2 separate regions of the Zea mays genome follow, and region 1 is linked to region 2. Evidence: chromatin contacts called from public Hi-C data. All regions are on one chromosome and are shown on one strand. The core of a region is the stretch at or near the end of the contact, and the rest is flanking DNA. Distances in the headings are between cores, read along the strand shown.

The links. Hi-C and Micro-C count contacts between places; a contact is called where the count stands out from the background.
Region 1: a Hi-C map of leaf shows a contact between it and region 2, with 2.1 times the contacts expected there. The contact joins the promoter of LOC100127539 here to the promoter of LOC101202695 in region 2. A contact is called at or near these places in 2 of 25 Hi-C or Micro-C datasets (ear and leaf).

What each region holds. Positions count from the first base shown.
Region 1 is chr9:81,475,602-81,481,444 of Zm-B73-REFERENCE-NAM-5.0, reverse strand. LOC100127539 reads right to left here and starts at 2,032. Exons shown (of 4, transcript NM_001112794.1): 1 at 1,837-2,032; 2 at 1,412-1,473; 3 at 1,267-1,307. The coding sequence starts at 2,028.
Region 2 is chr9:81,241,683-81,247,556 of Zm-B73-REFERENCE-NAM-5.0, reverse strand. It overlaps LOC101202695 (heat shock factor protein 3), which reads right to left and starts at 2,006. Exons shown (of 2, transcript NM_001279383.3): 1 at 1,623-2,006; 2 at 171-1,146. The coding sequence starts at 1,835. The coding sequence ends at 556.

The DNA of each region.
Region 1 (5,843 bases), core at 783-3,282, 230 kb before region 2:
TTTGTTAGCTAGATAATTTCACTAACAATTTTTAGCCAACTAACTATTAGTTCTATTGCATTTAAACACCCCATAGAGCTGTTTCTGCTAGTGACAATTACATAACATTCTAGAATACATGTATATGTCCCCAACGCCTTACTCTATGCACATATATAACAAACCACAGTGGCAGACCGCAATTGTCAATACCCCCTCATATGAATTTTGCAAGGGCAAACTTTTCAAAATTTGATCAATTTTAAAATTGGGGGTTCGACCCCTTATCCCTCCACCATGTATGCTGTTTTATGGCATATTAAAATATGGTGCGTCCACATACTTGCAAACGGCTGTACTAAAGTTACATATTGGACAAATGTGGCAAGAATGCAAAAAGGGTACCATGCAAATTTCAATATGAGTGTAAAACTTGGGTAAAAAAACTAGAGATAAATCTAAAATGCCAAAAATGAACAAAGTGTGATATAAGCTAATAACATATCAAACAGCAAATTCGTTTGAAATATTTCACTTAAAATACATGCAGCATGTACTATATGATTGAATTGCTGATAACAAAAATCTTACGTTGCATATGCTGAAGTTCTACACTAGCTTATAACTCACTTGCTTTAAAAATACCTTTTTCTATATCGATCAGGACATTGCAAACATATACTATATATGATTAAAGCCAATTCAATTAGTTGTGCTGACTAAATTCGAGCCGGAAGAAAACACAAGCGCTGCATTAGAATAAACTATTAAAAAAAGGAATACTTTTGTTTCGGTTTCAAGAGATAAGGATTACATATTTTGCAGAAGCATATAGAAATTGTGCACAACCTATATACAAAAATGAAGAAAATTCACAAAAAAATCTAATATTGAAGAAAGTTTGCATCAGCACGTTAGCATTAAAATTCTAAAAAAAATTCATAATTAATATACATGAGCCCTTGAGGAAAAGAGTAAGCATCCCTTTATTGGCCCATCTTCTTGGGGCTTAGGCACCAGTGAAGTGAAAAAATATAGTTTCCATGGCTTTGCTTCTTGTTGTTTTTGGAATTTTAATGTACAATGAAATTACATGCTTGGTGTCAGGTTGAACTTATTGGGAGAGCCCTCTAAAAGGGTCAAGATCGAGGTTACACTTCACAATGCAATAAAGTGCATGACTAAATTCTTGGGGGAGTTTATTAACTAGGATGTGAGATTGTTTCAAAAAGAAGGTTTCTTGTGATGTATATATAAATATAAAAAATGAAAGTTGTTGATGCTCACCGAAGCTATCATCTGTTGATGCTGGGATGTCAGTAACCATCCTGTCAAAAGATAAGGCAGTGTGATGATTAATTTATCTGAATTACTCTTCAGAACTGTACATATGTAGTCTGATCAAATAGTATGTGCAAGAACAATAACTCACCAATGCAAGTATTCCCGCAGGCTAGGGTTGCTGGGATTAGGCGCATCAGGATCCACCATAACCTAATATATTTACATTAACACAAACACATGGTCAACATGTTAGGGAATTAAAAGTAAACCTGAGCATTTTTTCGGGGCTGGGCTGATCAGAAATCCCTGCACTTTTTTTTTGGGGGGGGGGGGTGTTAGTGTCTCTCTCAGTGTATAATACTACTATATATTTATTAGCATGAGCCAATCTTTGTAGTCAACCGAGCTATGGGCACGATCGAGGAGACTGATTTAGCCGTCACACACAGTGAGCCAAAAGCCATGGATGTCACTTGGACATGAGAGTTTGGAGAGTAGTCGAGACATCTTGGCCATAGATATGGCCTACCGCGCGCCAAATGGACTCGATCTGCGGAGTACGTGATGGCTTACTAGGGTATAGGCCACTCGAAAATCATCACCTCCAATCTCAACTCTAGGTTTCACCGACACCGCCGACGCCCGAAACTCCATCCCATCAAACACTGGTCTGCCATCATACAGGACACTTAGAGACACTGAGCTAGTAAACGGGTCTAAGACATCCCCGATTATGTGGCCCCTCGTCAAGGAGTCATTAGCCATGCTAGCTGTACTAATCTTTGTGTGAGAGTATATGGTATATGGTAGTAGCTAGCACCTACGAAAGCTATCAGGCCATCAATATGGCTTGAGCAAATCACAAGGTCTTGGGCTATTTTATAGTGTCCTAGAAGATGCTCAGGAAACTGTGTGCATACATGTGATTCTCGTTTTCAACACAGTTTCGGCACATTTTTATCTGCTCACCTTTCAGAATGATATGCTCTTCTCTACTTGTTTGTGGGAATTTCAAACTTTGTTCGTTGGCTTCCATGGTTTTAAGCATCGCACACAGACGATGGTGGGAATCAACATATCAATTCCAGGCAATCATAATCGAACCTCTTATCATTCATCAAATTCCATGGGAGACGCATGTGTGTCTTTTCTAACATTGCATAGAATCTTCTAGTGTTTTGCATGTTAGGTCCTTTGTCTTCAAGAAGCTGAGGCATGTTAACGAGACATAACAAGCTGAGGCATAACGAGTCGAGCTGGCTCGATATCCACCCCTATGTGGGACCTACGATAAGTCTTCCCTGGAACTCTGCCAGCGTCTACCGCTAGGACCACGTCAACCCGACCCCGCCATGCACCCGCCGCCATTGACCTGGCCCTCACTCATATTCTCGGTTCCTGCTCGACACTAGGACGTGCATGAGCAGGTACCCAACCCCACACACCCGTTCCCTGGTCAAGCCACACATGGAGCACATGCAAATTGCTCGCCGGAGTACATATCGCCGTTGAAAGCACCCCCTTGCTGCCGATCATGCACTCCCGTCCGGCCGTCCCGGCAATCCTCCAGCCCCAATATGCACCAGTCGAGCTTCATGTTGGCTGACGTAACTCACATCGCCGATCTGTTGTCAGTTGTCACGGAGGCCATCGCCATGCACGCACCAGCAGCACAGTCCCTTTTTTAATCCCGATGTGTAATCCAACTCCAACTACCATCTGTACTAGTAAGCGCTCAACCAGCGCGACGCTGACAGCAGTCTTTTTGCATAAGAGACCCTTGAATTAGTTGAAATGAACCTGTAGTCCACCATAGTTAATTATAACCAGGGACTAAAATATACTTTTTAATCTCTAGATACTATAGATAATTAGAAATATATAGCTGGTAGGTTTATTTTTTAAAAAATTCATAACTAATTCATTTTTAATCTAAATAAAGTGGTTTTGGTCTCAAATAAATTCTAAAAATGCATGGAATAATTCTAGTCGACTATTTTGAGTCATGTTTTTATGAATTAGTGTATTGTTTCTTATTATGTGCCCATGTACGTGAGTAGATTCGAAGTGTTGCATATGTCTGAAGGGCCCCACGCTTTTGAGGAACTCCATGATTCTATACCGCTTTAATTACACGCTCATTACTGTTTTGGCTAAACTATTGCACCTAATGGGAATTTCCCTAGTAATTGTTTGCGATGTCCTAGTTTCAACTCCGAAATCTGGGAACATTTTTTGTAGACAAACTCTAGTGCACTACATATTTCAAAAGAAAAGTGTTTCCAGAAGTTTTATGAGAATTATTTATAAAAGGTGCTTTTATCAAACCATTATCACTCAATGTATGGGATAGGATTGGCCAAGTGCCTCACACTAAGGATTGGTTTGTCGAGAGACCACCTAGGACATCTAAACAACCACAAGGAATATATGGCTTTGGTCTTGACCAAGTAATTAGGTAAAACTACATGGACATTAGCTATGGCAGATGCGGATGGAGGAAGACACCCTGTGTTACACCCGGTTTTGGAAGGCAAACCGAATGCGAACCATGTACGTGCCAGGATCAGAAACTCGCGTACACAACGATTACATAATTGGACATCATCACACAATGCTTGAAATAAATAGCGGAAAGGTACTTTATTACATCAAGATGTCCAAGACATCCACAGAGTCTAATACATAACCATAGTGTTCAACAATAACATCAAAGTGCAGAGTATCAAAACGTAGAATGTAAGCCTACACAGGCAGCTGACTGGGGGTTTGCCACTAAGAAAGAACTAGAACTCGTCATATTCCTGAAACTCCTCGAAGTCATCCATGTTGCCAGCTTCACCTCCTGAGCACTGAGAACAATGGGGACAACCTGGGTGGGGTGGTTTGTAAAGCAAGGGTGAGTACACTTCAACGTACTCAGCAAATGTCCCGTTTGGCTAAAGTGGACTAGTTGTATGTGGAGTTTAAAGTTAAGCAGTTGCTTTTAGTTGGTCAAGTTTTATTAATTATAAGTAGAGCCAAGTTTTAGTAATAACCCAGTTATTACCTAGAGGCACTCCCTCCAAGAGGAAATACCAGAGATCAGGATTATAATCACCATTGTTAATCATCATCATAAAAGTAACCATTGTTCTTCTAATCGAAGAGGATCCCAAGGCTGCTCATAACCGTGAGCACGGCTGATATACAAGTTTCTAACACTCTGCAGAGGTTGCACACTTTACCCACAAGCCGTGATTCCCATTCTGCCCGGGGTTCTAGCCTCCCCATTGATCACTACCAAGGTGACCTAGCAGGGTCTCACTACGTAGCCTTTACAAAGATTTCCCAGAGGTCATAGCCGCCCGTTAGGTTTCTCTAGTTTGATAAACACAGTACATCTCCCCAAAGGAAGGGTGATTAACAAAACCAAATCAAAGAACCTCTGCAACCAACCTCGGTAGAGCAAGTACTGTGCCCGGACCCCATTGATGGCCCTATGGTGAAGCCAACTACTCCTCTGGTTCCTCTAATTAATCAGCTAAGGTCGTCCCATTCCACCCTCATGGTTGCACTGTTATCCTGGGTTGTCACTCCCCAAACAGGTCCTTACGGAGAGGTACTTAGGAAAGAGCCTGAGGCCCCTAAAGTAATCACAAGGACCCCATAGGGATAACATCATCGTATCATAAAAGATCACATCATGTTCATTGATTAAGTTTAAGCAATAGCATAAGCTAACCATGATTAACCCAAAAAGGTAAAGAAGGGTAAGGTAAATACATACTAGTGCATCCTTAAGTTTCAATAATGTAATGCGGGACAGTGAATTATAAAGTAAAGTAGGACATGATAGGTCTGAGGACACTTGCCTTCACCAGGTTGTTGCTCAGAGGGATCTTCGGCAACACACTCAGGAACCACGAGCTGCTCATTGTCTAAGTAAAGCGAGCATACATTCAATACATTTGGAAGGTAAAAATGAACATCACATCACACATGTACAAATATTGGCACACAATTCAAGAAGGTACAATATTAAGTACAGAGGAATGAGGTCAAGTTATAAAAATGGACTAATCCTAGTTGGGGAATTGATTACTCTCTAAATGTTTGGAATATAGCTCAAAAAGGTTAAGTAGTGATTAAAACAAATGAAAGCTAGAATTATAAGATAAACTACTCTCGTTTAGAAATTTGATTATCTTTTAAGTATTATCCATAATTACATTCCTAATTCTATTTATGTCATTAAGGCCTAGAGGTTAAGCCAAAAATAAATCCAAGTAATGCATAACACTAATCTCACAAGATTGAATATACTTTATTCCTAGGGTTCTCCTTTTATTTATTTCATTAAATAAATAAATCAACATATACTTTAATTCTATATTCTAAGTGTAAACATTTTAGTGTACATAATACAGTTGGTCATATTTTATTTGAACAGAGAATAATTTGGTGAACATTTTGCAATTTGAACCACTAAATTTGGAGTTCATATGAAGAAGATATGAAATAAACATGTTTTGAAGTTTGAAATATGAAATTAGGGCTAAATCTGTGATTAAATAAAAGTCTAGGGGTCTAATTAAAAC
Region 2 (5,874 bases), core at 757-3,256:
TAGCTAGTGAGAGACAATTTACAGAGTCAGATAGCTTACTAGTCAGATAGCTAGTCTGTTGGAGATTTAATTTACTATTTAGTAGCTAAAATTTGGCTCGGCGAGTTATTTAACTAGTCTCTTGGAGATGCTCTAAGAAAACTTAATTAGATTGTTCGCTTGAGACATAATTAGAAAAGGGCTAAATAATAGCGATGCCAATTTTCCAGCTGCGTATCCGCAGGAGATTGAAATATTAGTGCTGCTGCACTGGTCATGTACAACATCAAACCTACTCATATTGGGAACTTCGAAGGTCACACTCCATGACAGTATATCCCCTTATTTTTAGATCTCGACGCAGTAGTCGCTCCCCGCCCATATAGATCCACGAAAAGCAGCATCAGACACACATCCTATCCATGTAGCAGGGATAGAACTTAACATCATTATCATCCATCCCCTGCCATGCTTCCATGTGACGGCTGCCGCCGCTCAGCGCAATGGCATTGGCAGGAAGCTCGACAGCAGCATAAGCGGGCCAAGCTGCTGACAATGGCGGCGCCTGCTCGTCATTCAGTACCCCGCGTCCACGCCGAACGCAAACGAGAACCCGCCTCCGCGGGACCCAGCGGCAGCATCCACGGCAACATCGCCGAACGCACCGCCGCCGCTGTAGAACCCGGCGAAGTCGACGGCCTCGGGACCGAGCGCCACCATGCTGTCACCGTCGAGCAGCAGCCTGGCCCGCTTCTCGCCGACCTCCGCGGCGGGCGGCTCGGCGGCACCGCCGGAGGCGAACCCGTTATCTGGCACGGGGGCGTCGCCGACGAGGCGGTGCAGCCTGTCGCGGTCGCCGACGACCTTGAGGAGGAACGCGAGCATCTGCTTGGGCCTGCGCTCCGTCTCCTGCACGCGGCGCCACATGGAGGCGACGCGGTCGTCGATGGCGCGCTGCTCTTGCTTGAGGCGCACCACCTCCGTGGCCACCATGGTCATGTCGTCCCCGGAGGCCAGCTCCGTGGGGCTGGCGTCCTTCCTCTTTCCGCCTCCGGCACCGGCGGCGCTGCTGCCGCGGCGGACGATGTTGCGCAGGAGGTGCGTCTGGCCGCGCAGGAACGACGCGTGGGCGAACTCCCACCGGTCCGGATCAACCTTGCGGAAGCCCTGAAAATACCAAGTCAGGGCAAGGGAAGTACTAGTACTAGCTGTGCAGCTCTTGGCTCTCGCGATTTATAAAGTTCTCACGGCGGTGTGTTCGGTTCTTGCAGAAATCCATAGGTAAATTGCGCAAAAAAACCAATTTTTCTCCGTGCATATATTCACCGAACTGTCTGCAGAATTTCGTTGCATATATATACGCGGCTCCATCTCTGTCCATATGTTTGTCTACGAATTTTGAATGGTCGATCTCCAAAGATGTTTTGAAGAATTTCGTCGCTGCAGGTAGCAAGCTTACATATTTCCTTTTTTTTTCTCCAACAAAAACCAATTTACAAATTTGTGTTGGTACAGCACAGCAAGAGCATTCGGTACACACGCCAAAGTTTATACAGATCCAGCGCTCTCCCAAGAGCAGGGTTCAGCTCGTAGAAGAGAGACGGCAATCAATTTAGCTAGCTGGAGTGTGTGATTTAACTGACATAGGTGTTGAGCTGGCGGACGAAGCTGGAGAAGTTGTTGTGCTTGAAGTGCGCGGGGAGCAGCGTCTGCGAGAAGACGAAGGGGTCGGCGACGACGAAGCTGTTGTTGCCGCTGCCCCAGCCGATCACCCCTGCCGTCCCGGGGTCCTCCACCATCGTGTACGTCTTCCACACGAACGGCGCCGGCGAGCCGCCTCCGCCGCCCGCCGCCATCAGTTGCCTTGCCTTGTCCTTCCTCCCTTCCGCTACGCTAAGCACAGCTTCACACTAGTCCACTGAGGAAACACTACTATCTGGAGGAAACACCGAGGAGCAAGGCACACGGGGCTTAAATGAGGAAATGGTGAGAAGGGCCCGAAGAAGGTAACCTGTCGTTGGTGGCAGGGTGTCGACGTGGTCGCCGGTGATGCGCGGCGGGGGCAGGATATAATGGGCGCGGGGCCGTGGCCTGGCCAGTGCAGCCGCGACGCGTGCCGCGGGCTCGGGAGGGTTCGGCGCCCTGGCCTCCCACGTGGCCCCGCGGGCATGGAGCCCCCGCCGACCGCGACGGGTGGGGAAAAAGCGCGCGCTGCCGCGGACCCGCCAATCCACGGCCGCCCGCTCAGCGCTGCGCTTTTGCTGAGACGGCCCGTGCTTTTGCGCTTTTTTCCGTAGCGGGTGCGCGCCGAAGACCTCTCTCGGCTGCTTTCTGCTTGTCTTGGGTTCGGCTTCAGCCACAAGACGTGGAGACACGGCCAGGGGGGATGCACCGGACTTTTTTCTCATTGTCTATTAGCCCCAACTGTTGTTTACTGATGGTGGCAGATATGGGTTCACGTGGAAGAACGGAGAACACAAGTTGTGCCTCCCGATCTGGTAATCCGGCAACTAAACAATTCGGATCCGCTCCGGTGCATCGGTAGCCTCTCTCCGACGTTGATATCCCGGTCGGCCTGGGCGACTACAAGTAGTACAGCTGCGCAAATCTCCGGGCATGTTTGTCCACTATATTTTTTAAAACCATTATGTTACAATGCTATTTTTTTTTTGCAATTGTCATAATAACACCACAGTAGTTTTGCCCAACTCCAAAGTACTACAGTTAGTTTTAAGAAACATTGTTTAGATATAAATTGTAAATATAGTATTAGACAAACGCTAGGCATACCATTAAAACATTAGGTTAAAGTAGAGTTTTCAATGCTCCAAAAATACCATATTATCTACAATGTTATGATGAAAATGCAGTTTTGATAATGCAACCAAACAACTTAGAGTATAATTAAAATACTACTCCCTCTATCTCAAAATATAGAACTTTTTATCTCTCCGTATTTGAATAGATGATAATGAATTTAGATATGCATACAAACTATATTCATAGGTTACTGAATGAAGGTAGGTTTAATCTAAAGCGAATTATATTTTGAGACCGAAAAAGTATGATATTACAAAAAAACTGGTGTATTACCTACTCCCTTCGTCCTACTATAGAAGGCGCAACCACCACCACTAGTTAAATACAAGAAATATATTTAACTCTTTTCAATAACGATTGTGCAACTAAATCTATTTACATATGTCTATAGATAACACACTTTATATTATATAAAAAGATACCAGACATGCTCTCAGCGTCTGTATCAACGTGACTGTACGGGACGGACAAACCCGGGCCAGCGCGGTAGCTTGCGTCCGGACAACGGACGGGAGAGCTGGCGTGGGCCTCTCCCGTTAGCCCACGTGCACGCAAGTGGGCAGCGCCCGTACAGTCACGGCCGCGGGCGCCACTAGCGTTCCGGGACGTGGGCGTTTCCAACTGGGACGTTCAGGGCAGTCCCCGGCGCGGTACGCGCTCGACAGGTGGGCTTTGGAGTTTGCGCTTTGCCACGGCGCGTTGCAGGCTGTGGTTGGGCGCCACCTGTCGTGTTGCTGTCTTTTTCCCGTCCGCCCGGCATTATTGACAGCGGTGGGGCTACACTACACTATCTTATCCCGTTATCACGTCTATCGGAATCCTGCCCATAAAACCTGCACAGCGACGTTCTCCAGCTCTGCGACTGCGATCTTGTGCCCACAACAGCGGCAATCGCTGTGTAAAGTTTACCTAATTGCTATATCGCCTCCAGTGGCGGAGGAAAAAAATCCCAAGGTACGACGACATCGATCGATGTATAGATACATATAGCAAAGCATGATTTAAAATTTAAAGTGATTAGCGATCGTCTAATTGTTTAATATAAATTTTGCTAACTAGTACAAAATTGCAACATGTGCCTCTATTTTTTCTGGTACGACCGAAATTATACATGTCCAAATAGACATGTCGGGCTAACCCGACATGAATAATAACCGGCTGCCCCGACACGAAGACGAAGACGGGTCATGTCTTGCCCGCCCACGGGCTTCAATCAGGGCCAAGCACGGCACGGGATGGTGTTAAATATGTTGTGTCGGGCTTACAGTCCACTAGGCTAATCGGGTTATGCCGCCCATGAACCCGATTAACCATACAGACCAAAAAACAAGCAAAAAAACCTGGGAAAACTGATACATATAATTCTGGACACAATTACACATATATTGTGGACAGTAATTCACAATTACACACGTGATAATCTGGACAGTAATTCACAATTACGCACATGCACATACCAACTCAAACTCCAACCTCAAAACATTCTAGGATAACCAATACCAACAAGCAAAACTCAAATAGAAAGTTAAGTGGAATATTATTGGAGCTGTTAGTTCAATGCTGTCTCATTAAAACCCTTCCAAGGTAAAAACTCAGACCTAGTAAGAAAACCCTAGGAAGAAAAAAAAGAGTACAACCAACTCCTAAATGTTCAAGTGTTCATAGCAGTTCATTACATCAATAGAGAAGTAAACTGCCACAATGAAGTAAACAACCACAATTAAAAGGTACAACCAATGTCACACCCGGTTTTGAAAGGCAAACCGAATGCGAACCATGTACGTGCCAGGATCAGAAACTCACGTACATAGCGCATAATTCGACATCATCACACGATGCTCAAAGTAAATAGCGGAAAAGTACTTTATTACAATAAGATGTCTGAGACATCCACAGAGTCTAATACATAGCCATAGTCATTAATATCATCAAAGTGCGGAAATACGTAACGTAGTAGATAAGGCCTAATAGGCAGCTGACTGGGGGTTTATGAAAGGGAAATGTGCCCTTGGGCCATTTCTAAGTATTTTGGTGATTGAGTGCAAACACAAAGGCTTAAATGTGATAATATGCTCATGGATGAACAAAGTGCAAATCACAAGTAAAGGTATGTTTCTAAGCCTTAGTACATTGGTTTTGTGTACTAATATATTTGTCTAAGTGTTAGAAACAGATAGAAGAAGAGAAGAGAAGACTTGGCTGTGTGCAGCCAAGGGGCTGTTTCGGTCTGGGGCACCGGACTGTCCGGTGGTGCACCGGACAGTGTCCGGTGCACCAGGCTGCCTTGGCCGAAGAGGCCACTCTCGGGTTTTTCTCCGGCGACTTCGGCTAAAATTCACCGGACTGTCCGGTGTGCACCGGACTGTCCGGTGAGCCAACGGTCGGCCGGGCCAACGGTCGGCCGCGCGATCGGCGCGCGACACGTGGCCGAGCCAACGGTCGGAAGGAAGCACCGGACTGTCCGGTATGCACCGGACATGTCCGGTGCGCCAACGGTGCGCAGATCTGACTCTGACAGCAACGGTCGGATGCGCTGTATAAGGAAACAAATCGGGCACCGGACAGTGTCCGGTGTGCACCGGACTGTCCGGTGCGCCCGACGACAGAAGGCAAGGATAGCCTTCCAGATGTGCTCTCAACGGCTCCTAGCTGCCTTGGGGCTATAAAAGGGACCCCTAGGCGCATGGAGGGATACACCAAGCATTCCTACAACTCTTCTAAGCACCAAGACATCAATCTCACGCATTCGTTTCATTGTGATAGCATATAGAGCTCTTGTGGAGTTGTGAACTCTCTGTGTTGCGTTGCGAGCTCTTGTTGCGACTTGTGTGCGTGTTGTTGCTCTGATTTTCGAGTCTTGTGTGCGTTGCTCATTCCCACCTTACTCCGTATTTCTTTGTGAACTCAATTGTAAGGGCGAGAGACTCCAAGTTGTGGAGATTCCTCGCAAATGGGAAAAGATCAAAGGAAAGAAAAACACCGTGGTATTCAAGTTGATCATTGGATCACTTGAGAGGAGTTGAGTGCAACTCTCGTCCGTTGGGACGCCACAACGTGGAGTAGGCAAGTTTTGTA